Linked DNA regions of Sus scrofa: region 2 is linked to region 1. Evidence: chromatin contacts called from public HiChIP or PLAC-seq data. All regions are on one chromosome and are shown on one strand. The core of a region is the stretch at or near the end of the contact, and the rest is flanking DNA. Distances in the headings are between cores, read along the strand shown.

Region 1 (5,584 bases), core at 2,186-4,685:
CTTCCCCCTCTCTCCGCTCTCAATATTCCCCAAGGCCAAAGGCAACCAGAAGCTAGAAAGCAAGATTGCCAGTCAATGCAGGTCCACCTCCTGGGCACATCTCCAGAGCAGGGTGGAGTGGAAGCCCACTGTGGCTCAGCAGGTTAAGAACCTGACATAATGTCAGGATTATGTGAGGATGCAGGTTCGATCCCTGGCCTCAAAAGTGGGTTAAGAATTCAGCATTGTCGCAAGCTGTGGCAGAGGTCGCAGGTGCAGCTCAGATTCAGTGTTGCTGTGGCTGTGGTGTATGTAGGCTGTCAGCTGCAGCTCTGACTGATACCCAGCCAGGGAACTTCCATATGCTGCAGGTGAGATCGTAAAAAGAAAAAAGAAAAAAAAAAAAAGAGGGGTGGAGTGAATCCATCCGGGGGAATAAGTGAAAGCCACTCAGCCAGATGGCTTCCCAACTCGATCAGAGTATCTGAAAGAATAAGATCCAGCCTGATTTCCTATTCTGGTTGCTAACTTCACAATTCACAGTGGCTCTCCACCCACCAGGCACACCCCTGCCTCAGGTCCTTTGTCTGCCGGAATGCTTTCCCCCCAGATCCACACAGGTCTTGTTTCCTCATCTGCTTCAGGTCTCAGCTGAAACATCACATCAGCAGAGGCTTCCCTTACCACCTTATATCAAAACCTCCCCTGCTCCCACCCCACCCATGCCTGGCACATTGCATCTTTATTTTTCTCCACAGCACTCCGCTCTAACACTAAGATAGATAGATAGATAGATAGATAGATAGACAGACAGACAGACAGACAGACAGATTAGATTTTTTTCCCCTTTTTTAATTGACTGCCTTCCTGGCCTAGAACAAAAGCTTCATAAAGGCATCAACTTGGCCTCTTTTGTTCACTCCCTTATGCCCAGTGCCTAGAACAGTGCCTGGCACAAAGAAAGCACTCAAGTATTTGTTGGGTGAATGCAAATGAGTGAATGGAACAGAAGAACCAAGAGCTAAGGACTCTTTCCACTGTTTAAAGGTTTAACTATTACCAAATCACTGTTAAACAAATGAATAGCATCCTGATAATCAGGAAGCCTATGACAAGCATTTGTTTTTAACTGGCAATGGCACAAAATTGAGCTGTCGGTAAATCCCTCAGAAGAAAAAGAATTTTCAGTCAGAACCAAAAGAATAACGGCAGTGTCTTCTGTAAACAACTCCTAGCAAGGTTGTTTTTTCTTATGATTATATCATCATTAACCTACAAACCAAGTACTCCTCTAAGCCTCAGTCTTCTCATCTGGAAAATGTGTAAGGATTGAATGATACAATGTATGGAGAGCATTTACTGGGTATGGAACCCAAAAAATGGAGACTATAATGATAATTACAACACTGAGGCAGCCATGAGGATTAGATACTATATTATCTTCCTATGATATGGAACTGTTTATCCTAGACTTTTAAAATATGAGCTGGAATAATGATATGGACAAGAAACACAAGATGCTCTACCATCTACCACATAGTTGGGCCTAGATTTGAAAGACATCCTATAGCACCAATGTTCCATATCAGAACCTAGTTTCCACACCTGGCCCAGACCTTGGGCAACTCTTTTGCAGACCAGCACCTTGTTGCATCCTTTTCTCCATGGCTTATTATACCTAAGCACTTAGAATATAAGTCTTTCCCTGACAGGAACTAACCAAGGGCATTCAACGGAAAAAGAACAAAAAAAGTACTGCACGTAAAAAAAAAAAAAAAAAAAGAGCAGATGCGTAAAGCTCTTTGTAATGCTCCCGTTCTTGACTTGCCCCTCTAATCATGGAAGTTTCTGTTCCGCTCTATAAATTAGCTCAACTTCTGATTCCCTGTTCTCCACTAACATCTTATCTATCCATAGCCTTATGTGCTAGGTCCATTCTGTTAGCTACATAAGAGGTGATCCCATAGTCTTAGGAAGGATAAAAAGAAAAAGGCTTGAACTGAATCAACTCAACAACCCATCACTTAGGAATATCACAAAGACCCTGTGGCCTTTTCACTGATGGGAGATTTCTTTGCAATCTTTTGCAAAAGACTTTTGTGGAAGGACACACTGGTGGGCAAACTAACCTGGGAAACTAGAATCAAAGGGTAAGTTTCCTTTCTACCCTAAAACCCACGAAGCTTAAATCTCCAGTTAAAATATTCCCTCTGCTACTATGTGCATAAGTGTATATTCAAGCCCTTGTTTTTGTTATCATAGTCATAATTATACAATATAATAATTATCATTACTAATTTTGCCAAAATCGAGGCCTCCAATCTCAGGTATAAAAATCAAAGCAGGTCCCTCCAAGATTAAATCTGGAGACTGATGTAACTATGAGGTCTTATTTTAGGAAGCAGCCTGATGCTTATTTGTTAGTGCTAAAAAGAATCCTTCTGATCACTTCCCCTAAAGACAGATGGGTAAGCACTTCTACAGTAACTAACTTGGGAACAATTTCCACTGGGGAACAAAAATAAAGTTCACTACTCACTCCCCAAACACGTTTCAGTGATAGGCTCCATCTACTTCGAGGCCTCAGTGAATGGCAAGTAGTCCAAAATTCATACTCTTATTACAGCACTTTCCAAACTTTATTGTTTTCCTGTTTGTCTTCTTCACCAGGCTGTGGGATGCTCACGATCGGGTCTGTTTTATTTCTTTCTATTTCCAGCGCTCAGCATTGTGTCCAACACATTGCTGGTGCTCAAATGACTGACTACTAAAACGCCCAGCCACGAGGCAGGCCTCAAACATGGCAATGTGGGTCAGAAATTAAAAAGACCATGGAATGGCATGTCTGCAGTCTGGCCACTTTTTTCCCCCTCCAGGTCCCAAAACTATGCGTTGAGTGGGGAAAGTGCACTATCCATCCGAGAACCTCCAAATGCCTGGCAGAATGGAGTGGGCTGTCCGACCCGCTCGGGCTGCTTCAGTCCTTCACAGAACAACATTCTGTCCGCTCCCTAAAGCAGAGGGGACCCAGGAACTGTCCTCTACCTCCAACCTCGACAACGACCCCTCCCCAACCTGACCCCACAAACACTCCACTACCCTGCCCAAGCCTGGGCGCCCGGAGCTTTCCAGAGGGGAGGAGCCGCAGTGCACTGTGGGAGCTGTAGTTCCCCGGTGAGTTCCACGCCGGGGCTGCCCTGAGGACAGCACTCCCGCTCCCAGAAGCCCCCGCGCGGGCGCCTCGCCCAGTCAAGCCACCTCACCTGTTCAATGGACGTGACTGTTTCCACTGAGTCGTCCTGCAACCGCTCCCGCGCGTGCTCGGGCCTCAGACTGTACAGCGGCTCTGACCAGACAGGGGAGGAAGATGGAGGGCAATAGTAGGTGAAGGAACTCGGAGAAGCCATGATCAGGAAAGCAGCGGGCGGTGTATAGGACTCAGCTTCGTCAAACAACAACGCGTATTGAAACTCGAGCGGGCTAAGGCGCTACGGGAAGCGGATAGAGTCAAAAGATTTTGAACGCGAATCGCTCTTGCCACCTACACGTCTCCAGTGAGTGAGTCACTGGGATGCTTCCGCCCCCCATTGGGCAGAGGAGCTGCTGCAAGAGGCTCTGTTTCTTGGCGCGCGAGGAAGGAATTTAATTTCACTTTCAACATTCTGCTCATTCTCACGTAATTGTTATGTTGGTAGTTCGGGTGCCCAAGAACCCAATGACTGTAACTTTAAAAGCCTTTCTGACAGCTCTCCTGATTGCCTCAGTCATGCTATTAGGAATAGAATTATTGTGCGCCTTTGCGTACATGATAACCGTCCGGGAGACGCCAGAAGCTTCTCCAAAAAGGACATGCTATCTCAATACTCAGTGATGGAGGGAAGGGGCACTGTAATTCTCTCCTATCCCGTTGAGGGTGATAGTGCAGTACCAGGAAATAAAATGCAGTAGAAGGAACAAGTGTAAGTGAAACAACCAAGAAAGTATTCACTCATTTATTCAGCAATTTTTTTTTTTTTTTCTTTTTAGCGCTACACCGAAGGCAGGCGTATGGAGGTTCCCAGGCTAGGGGTGGAATCTGAGCTACCACTGCCGACCTGCACCACAGCTACAGCAACGCCGGATCCGAGCTGAGTCGGCTACCCACACCACAGCTCAGGGCAATGCCAGATCCTTAACCCACTGAGCAAGGCCAGAGATTGAACCCACATCCTCTTGGATGCTAGTGGAATTCGTTTCTGTTGTGCCGCTAAGGGAACTCCCCATTCAGCAAGTTTTAATAGAGCACCTACTACATGTCAGGCAACTGTGCTAGGCTCCAGGAATATAAAAGTGAACAAACAAGATCCTTGCCCTTGGGAAACTTACAGTCTAGTGGAAGTGATAAAATTAAGTGAATGAACACAATAAATACATGAAGATTTGTGATAAATTGTATGAAGGAAAACAACAGGATCTATGAGAGAAATTAAAGGAGGAGGGGACTAATTAGATTGGGTGGTGAGGCCAAGCCTCCCTGCAACATGTAAGCGGTGACCTGGAGGATGATAAGGAGCCATCCATGTGAACATCCTGGGGAAGAGCCTCATAAAAGGAAAGAACAGCAAGTTTGAGAGAATATTCCACAAATACACTCGTGTGTTTGTATTAATTCTGATATTTAATAATGGAAAATAATATGATAAAAAGGATGTGTGTATATATATATATGAAATACATATGAATGAAAAAGTATATATCTATTAGAGATATATGATTGGGTCACTATACAGCAGAAATTGACTCAACACTGTAAATCAGCTGTACCCTAATAAAAAATAAATTAAAAAAAATCACCACTGGGGAGTTCCCGTCGTGGCGCATCGGAAATGAATCTTACTAGGAACCATGAGGTTGCGGGTTTGATCCCTGGCCTTGCTCAGTGGGTTGAGGATCCAGTATTGCCATGAGCTGTGGTGTAGGTCACAGACGCGGCTTGGCTCAGATCCTACACTGCTGTGGCTGTGGCGTAGGCCGGCAGCTGTAACTCCAACTGGACCCCTAGCCAGGGAATTTCCATATGCCACAGGTGCGGCCCTACAAAGACAAAAGAAAGACAAAAAAAAAAAATTATATATATATATATATACATATATATATATATCTGATATTTAATCTGAAGGGGTTCTAATAAAAGAAATTCCTTTTGAGTGGGGTTAATCATCAGATATGCCTCCATTAAATTGTTGAAATTGTGATTTTTAGGAAAACCCTGCTACCTTTGGACAAGCAATAGAAGAGAACCTCTTTCAGGGACCACATCAAAAGGACTACACCAAAATTATATCAAGGGGTTAAAATATTTAGAGTCAGGGTGGGGGTTCGAGGAATGGGAGAATATAAGATGATAACAGACTTTCCAGATATACTTGGACACAAGCTCAACTTTCTGCCAGAAGTATTTTATTCTGTTCCCACTCAATTCCATGTCACATGTCTAGGACCCAGGGAACCATGGTGTGATATTTCACAACCAGCCATTCCCCTGTTCTCAGTCTCTGGTGTCTAAGGAAGAGGCTGGGATGGCCTAAGGCCTCAGGTAGAGAAACACCATCACCATATCCATTTT
Region 2 (5,702 bases), core at 159-2,658, 74 kb before region 1:
AATCAAGGAGGAAAGGCAAAACCAAAGATGATACTATGTTCTAAATTTAAGAAATCCAAGAGATTCTAGAGACAAACTATTAAAACTATTAAGAGAATTCAGCAAGGTGGCTGGATACAAAATTAAAATATGATTATCAATAGCTATATACAACCAATTACAAAATAAAATGGAAAGGAGTTCCTGTTGTGGCCCAGTGGTGATGAACCCAACTAGGATCCATGAGGATGCAGGTTTGACCCCTGGCCTTGCCTAGTGGGTTAAGGATCCAGCGTTGCTGTGAGTTGTGGTGTAGGTCGTAAATGCAGCTCAATCTGCTGGCTGTGCTGTAGGTCGCAGCTGCAGCTCAAATTCGATCCCCAGTCCAGGAACTTGCATATGCTGCAGGTGCAGCCAAAAATAAATAAATAAATAGGAAGCCTTAACATTGAAAAGAAGTTAGTTCTCTCCCATTAATCTTATATTCAATGCAATTCTAATAAAAAAAATCTATTAGGTTTTTTTTTTGTTTGTTTTTTTTTTGTGGAACTTGATAAGCTGATCCTAAAATGCAAGGAAATCCTAAAATGCAAAAGGCAAAGAAGAGCCAAGGCAATCTTGAGGAGAAAGAACAAGGTGAGTGGGACTTGCCTACATGCATTTAAGATTTGCTTAAGACTCAGAAGATAACAAACAGACTGTCAGAACAGAGTGTCCAGAAACAGAGTTACCTCATACAGAAACTTGAGTATGTGACACACATGTGATACTCATCAGTAGGAGGGGTTGTAAACTTCAGTAAGTGGTGCTGGTCAATTGGTTATCCAAATAGGAAAATGATAAAATTACATCCACCCCTCACTGCAGATGGAAATCAATTCCAAGAAAGTTAAAGCACTAGATGGGAAAAGCAAAACTTTAAACTGTCTCAAAGAAAATATATTTATGACCTCGGGTGGGAAAAGATTTAAGTAACCCCTCCCCCCCAAAAAAAGGCCCCTCAAAAACTAAAAAGGCAAAGAAAATTATTCACTTTATCATTAAAGTCTTCTATTCGACAAAAAAAAACACTAGAAACAAAGTCACCAACAGGAAGAGACTGACCACACACACACTGCTGACAAACAGTATCAAGAACACACAAAGAACTCCTGCAAACATACATATAAGAAAAAAAAATTATAAATAAGAAAATGAGCAATGGATAGGAACTGGCTGGCATTTCACAGAAGACATAATACAAATGGCCAAAAAACGTTTGAAAAGATGCTCAGCCCTGCTGGTAATCGGGAAATGCAAAACAAAACCAAGACACCATTTCACATCTGTCAAGTTGGCAGAAAGGAAAAGTCTGGCTATGGGATGACTCATCTTGGTGCCATGTGAGCATAAAACAACCCAAGCACACAGGGGCGTGGTTCAGGGCCGGTTAGTGAAGATGAGGGTGTGTCTCTCCCAGAGAAACTAACGCGAGAATGTTCACTGCAATACCAGTGTAATAGCACAATCTGAAACCATCTCCATGTTAACCAACAGAAGACCAGCCAGTGAAACTGGGGTACACTTAGGCAAGGGAATACTATACAGTAGTTAAGATGAGTAAACTGGAGCACCGCATATGAAGACAAATAAACCTCAAAAGTGTAATAGTGAGAAAAGTGATGCACTGTTAAGTGGTGCAATAAATACTGTTTTCAAACATACAAAACAACTCTATTGTTCGTGGATACATACCTATGTAGCAACAGCACAGAAACATCTGCAGGCATGATAAATGTCAAGTTTACGACAGAGTTATGCTGAGGAAGGAGGGAGGGAAAAGAATGGAAGGGGGTTGCATAGGAGGCAAATAGGCAAAAATGTTAAGACTTGTGAAAGCCGAAGGATCGTTTTGATTTTCTCGATTACTAGTGAGTTTGAGCATCTTTTCATCCACCTACTGGCCAACTGTGTTTCTTCTGCTGGAATGTTTCGTGAGAGTCTGCACCGACCCTATCACCTGATGTCTGTGGAGAGTCATAGCGAAGCCACCTTTCAGGCTCATGACTAACTCAGGAGCACCCCATGTGGCCAGGCTGGTCTGGGGCTGGATGCAGTGGTGAACAGCCGACCCGCACGAGGCTGACAGTTTTAGAGGGAAGCGGACCAAACCAGTTAAACGCACATGTGACAAACTGTGCTGAATGCTCTGAAGAGCATAGACAAAGCTCTGGCAGAGTGTCTCATTTACAGAAGGTGGTCTGAGAAGGCTTCTCTGGAGGGATGGCCGCAAGCTGAGGATTCCAGAAGACAACCAGCCACCTGGCTGCAGACGCTAAGCTCACTGCCTCCTAGTCAGCTTCCTCAGAGAGGGGAACTTGTGACACGTGGTCTGGGTGCTGGACTCTGGGACAAGGGCACAGACACTCTGTCCCACGGTGGACCCCCTCCTTGGAACCTCAGGAGAATGGGCTTCAGACAGAGGGAGGGAGGGTGGAGACAGCAAGCTCACCAGCCTGTGCCCGTGGGACCTGCGCACAGCCAGTTCTCTTGGCAGCCCATTCTGCACCCCTGCAGAGCAGCAGTGTTCAGCAAGCCCCAACCCTCCTTACCAGGGCGTTTTCCGGCACACCCAGGACCACGTCGTGCAGCATGGCTCCGCTGCCGAAGTGCTGGGCTATGGACAGGCCGCTCAGGCAGTAGCAGGTGTGGTAGAAGTCTCGGGACCTGCAAGGACAGGGCAGCTCTGAGCAGGTGCTCCTCTGCTCCCCGCCCACCCCCAGCAGAGCCTCCCAACAACAAGGCCACCGCTCAGACACAGGAGCCCCAGGGAGCTCACACTCCCATCCCACCCTCCACATGCCTCCAACAAGCTGGCTTCGCCAGAAGCAGTGTGCACAGCCCCATCCTTCTGCCCTTCCTGGCGCCAGGAACTGTCATCCTAGAGTCAGTCCCTTCACTTGTTTTCTGGAAGGCGCTCTCCAGGGTAGTGCTGGTACTAAATCAATATATTTCTCAAAACAAAAAACCCCAAAATGTCTAGAAGTGGGCCAAAGTCATTCCTCATAAATCGCTGGGAACCAGCCTTCAGGTGGGCCTTCCCGTGGATGGTGTTGGCAGCAGAGGTGTGTGTGTGTGTGTGTGTGTGTGTGTGTGTGTGTGTGTGTGTGTGTGTGTGTGGTGAGCAGCCTGTAATAGTTGTGATTATAATCTGTTTATGACCCTCAGGAGTTTTAAAATCCTATATCCTGTTGTAGTTAAATCAGTTTGGTTAAATAAAAAATACCACATGGTATCACTTACATGTGAAATCTAAAATATGGCACAAGTGAATCTATCTACAAAACAGAAACAGATCGTGACATAGAAGGTGGACTTGTGTTTGCTGTGGGGAGAGAAGGGATGGATGGGAGTTTGCGGTTGCAGATGCAAACTATTACATTTAGAACGGATGGGTAAAGCGGTCCTGCTGTACAGCACAGGGAACTGTGTACAGTCTCGGGTTAGAACACGATGGAAGATAGTATTAAAAAAAAAGAGTGTGTATATATATATGTATATGTATGGCTGGGTTGCTTATGCTGTATAGCAGAAATTGAAGGAACACTGCAAATTAACAATACTCTAATAAAAAATTTTTTTAAAGAGGAAAGAAAAGCTACCAACCCAGTGATCTGTTTACCTAACTGGAGAGGGTGCGAGGAAGCTGGGGCAAGGCGGGCACTGGAGGGGCCAGGGTGGATGGTACTGGGAGCGGGTGCGCTTGCCCGCCTGGCCTGCTTCCTCCCCTGCCACGGGCGCACTACACAGCTGCAGGGAAAGGGACACCCCACCCATCTGGCTCAGAGGAGGCCTGAGGTGCTCATCCCTCCCCCTTCCTCCCTCCCCAGAGAAAAGGCACTCACTTGCCAGGCTTATCCAGAAGGCCCCCGGCAGGGCACTGGCAGCACATGAGAATGTACTCCTGTAGTGCCTGCTGATGAAACATCCATCGGCTCATGCTGAGGGCAGGGTCACCTGCAGAAGACAAAGCTTATCAGTGCAGGCCTGGGCCTGGCCCAAATCCAGCAAAGGAATGATGACTTCTTTGTATTTTATCACCCAATGAATGGCAACTGTCAAGGTTTCCCTCTATTCTCCTGGAAAGAATGCTGAAAATGACATTCTTGGGACCCTCGAACCTCTTCATCCAAGTCTTGAGACATGCCCTCTCCCCTGAACCTTGACCTGAGTCAAAGAGCAGCAGGTCCAAGTGGCACTCGACTTTACCTGAAGTGTCCCCTTACCCTGGATGACCGTCCTAAACCACATCCCCTGCAGGCACGGACAAGCTTATTTAGCTCAGTTTTCCAGACTGACCTCTGCTACTGGCTGCCTTTTTTTTTTTTTTTTTTTTTTTTTTTTGGCTGCAACCATGGGCTCCATAGCACCAGAGAAGTTCCCAAGCCAGGAACTGCCAGGGAACCCCTCCCTCTTAAGACATTTCTTCTAGCACATCTCTGAAACTTGTTAAGCAGACTCTATTTAGCCAAGGGAACTCTAATGGGGTACTAGTTTCTGTTTCTTTTACTTCTCTAAGCCTGAATTTAATCTGTCTCTAAAGGGAATTCTCTAGTCTCTTGGCTCAAAAATTTTCCCTAAGAAGCATCCTAGTAACCATCTTCCTGTACAAGCAGAAATTGGCAATTCTGGTGAGAATACTAAAGTACTGGCCAGCAACCAAGCTTCTTCACTCTGAAGTTCCATCAGCAAGAATCAGAGAATGCTGTGGACCGCTCGTTACCAAGGGCGGGTGGAGAGGGACACATGGCCAACAGACAGACGTGCATGGAAACACATATGTGGGAACTGATTTGTTTTTTCTTTTTGCACCTGCACCTACAGCACATGGAAGTTCCTAGGCCAGGAGTTGAATGGGAGCTACAGCTGCAGCCTACAGCCACAGCAATACCGGATCCAAGCCCCATCTGCAACCTATGCTGTAGCTCATGACAATACCAGATCCCGAACACACTGAGTGAGGCCAGGGATTGAATTCACATCCTCACGGATACCATGTCAGGTTCTTAACCCACTGAGCCACAACAGGAACTCTGGGAATTGATTTTTTAAGAATACACATATAGGATGTGAATTAATCTGTGATAATCTACGTGGGGAAAGAATCTGAAAAAGAATGGAGGTGTGTATAACTGAACCACTTTGCTGAGAAACAGAAATTATCATAACCATGTAGATCAACTATACTTCAATAAAAGTTTAAAAAAATGAAAAGCAAAAGGATGTGCATTAAGTTTTTGGTCATGGAGTTCCCGAGTCGTGGTGCAGCGGAAACAATTCCAACTAGGAACCACGAGGTTGCGGGTTCAATCCCTGGCCTTGCTCAGTGGGTTAAGAATCTGGCATTGCCATGAGCTGTGGTGTAGGTCACAGACGAGGCTTGGATCTGATGTGGCTGGGTGTAGGCCAGCAGCTGTAGCTCCAGTTCAACCCCTAGCCTGGATCCTCTATATGCCACAGGTGCAGCCCTAAAAAGAAAAAAAAAAAAAGTTTTTGGTCAATTTTATACTTTGATACCTGGACTACAAAGATAGCAAACAATCTGAAAAAGCAACTGAAACCTAATTTTTCGTTCTTCCAGTCTTTGTTTCTATGCATTTTTCTATAGAGTTAGGATAATTTTTATCTTACATTTTTCATTTAATTCTACAGGCATACATTTTTCTATTCTGCTACATAATCTT

Evidence for each region. HiChIP or PLAC-seq counts read pairs in DNA pulled down with a chosen protein or histone mark.
Region 2: an H3K27ac HiChIP or PLAC-seq map of alveolar macrophages shows a contact between it and region 1. The contact joins the enhancer-like site here to the promoter of FNTB in region 1. A contact is called at or near these places in 7 of 47 Hi-C or Micro-C datasets (embryonic fibroblasts, heart right ventricle, liver and 4 more) and 2 of 2 datasets of contacts at active chromatin or transcription factors (alveolar macrophages and skeletal muscle).

Annotation. Positions count from the first base shown.
Region 1 is chr7:89,050,485-89,056,068 of Sscrofa11.1, reverse strand. FNTB (farnesyltransferase, CAAX box, beta) reads right to left here and starts at 3,435. Exons shown (of 12, transcript NM_001244680.1): 1 at 3,243-3,435. The coding sequence starts at 3,386.
Region 2 is chr7:89,121,912-89,127,613 of Sscrofa11.1, reverse strand. It overlaps FNTB (farnesyltransferase, CAAX box, beta), which reads right to left. Exons shown (of 12, transcript NM_001244680.1): 10 at 3,864-3,975; 11 at 2,571-2,685. Among named protein-coding and RNA genes, the nearest start is that of MAX, 44 kb to the left of the region's middle. Within about 2 kb of position 1,408, at least 12 of the 83 cell types and tissues checked have an H3K27ac peak or open chromatin away from gene starts, as enhancers often do. A contact at or near this core is called in alveolar macrophages and skeletal muscle, where this site is marked.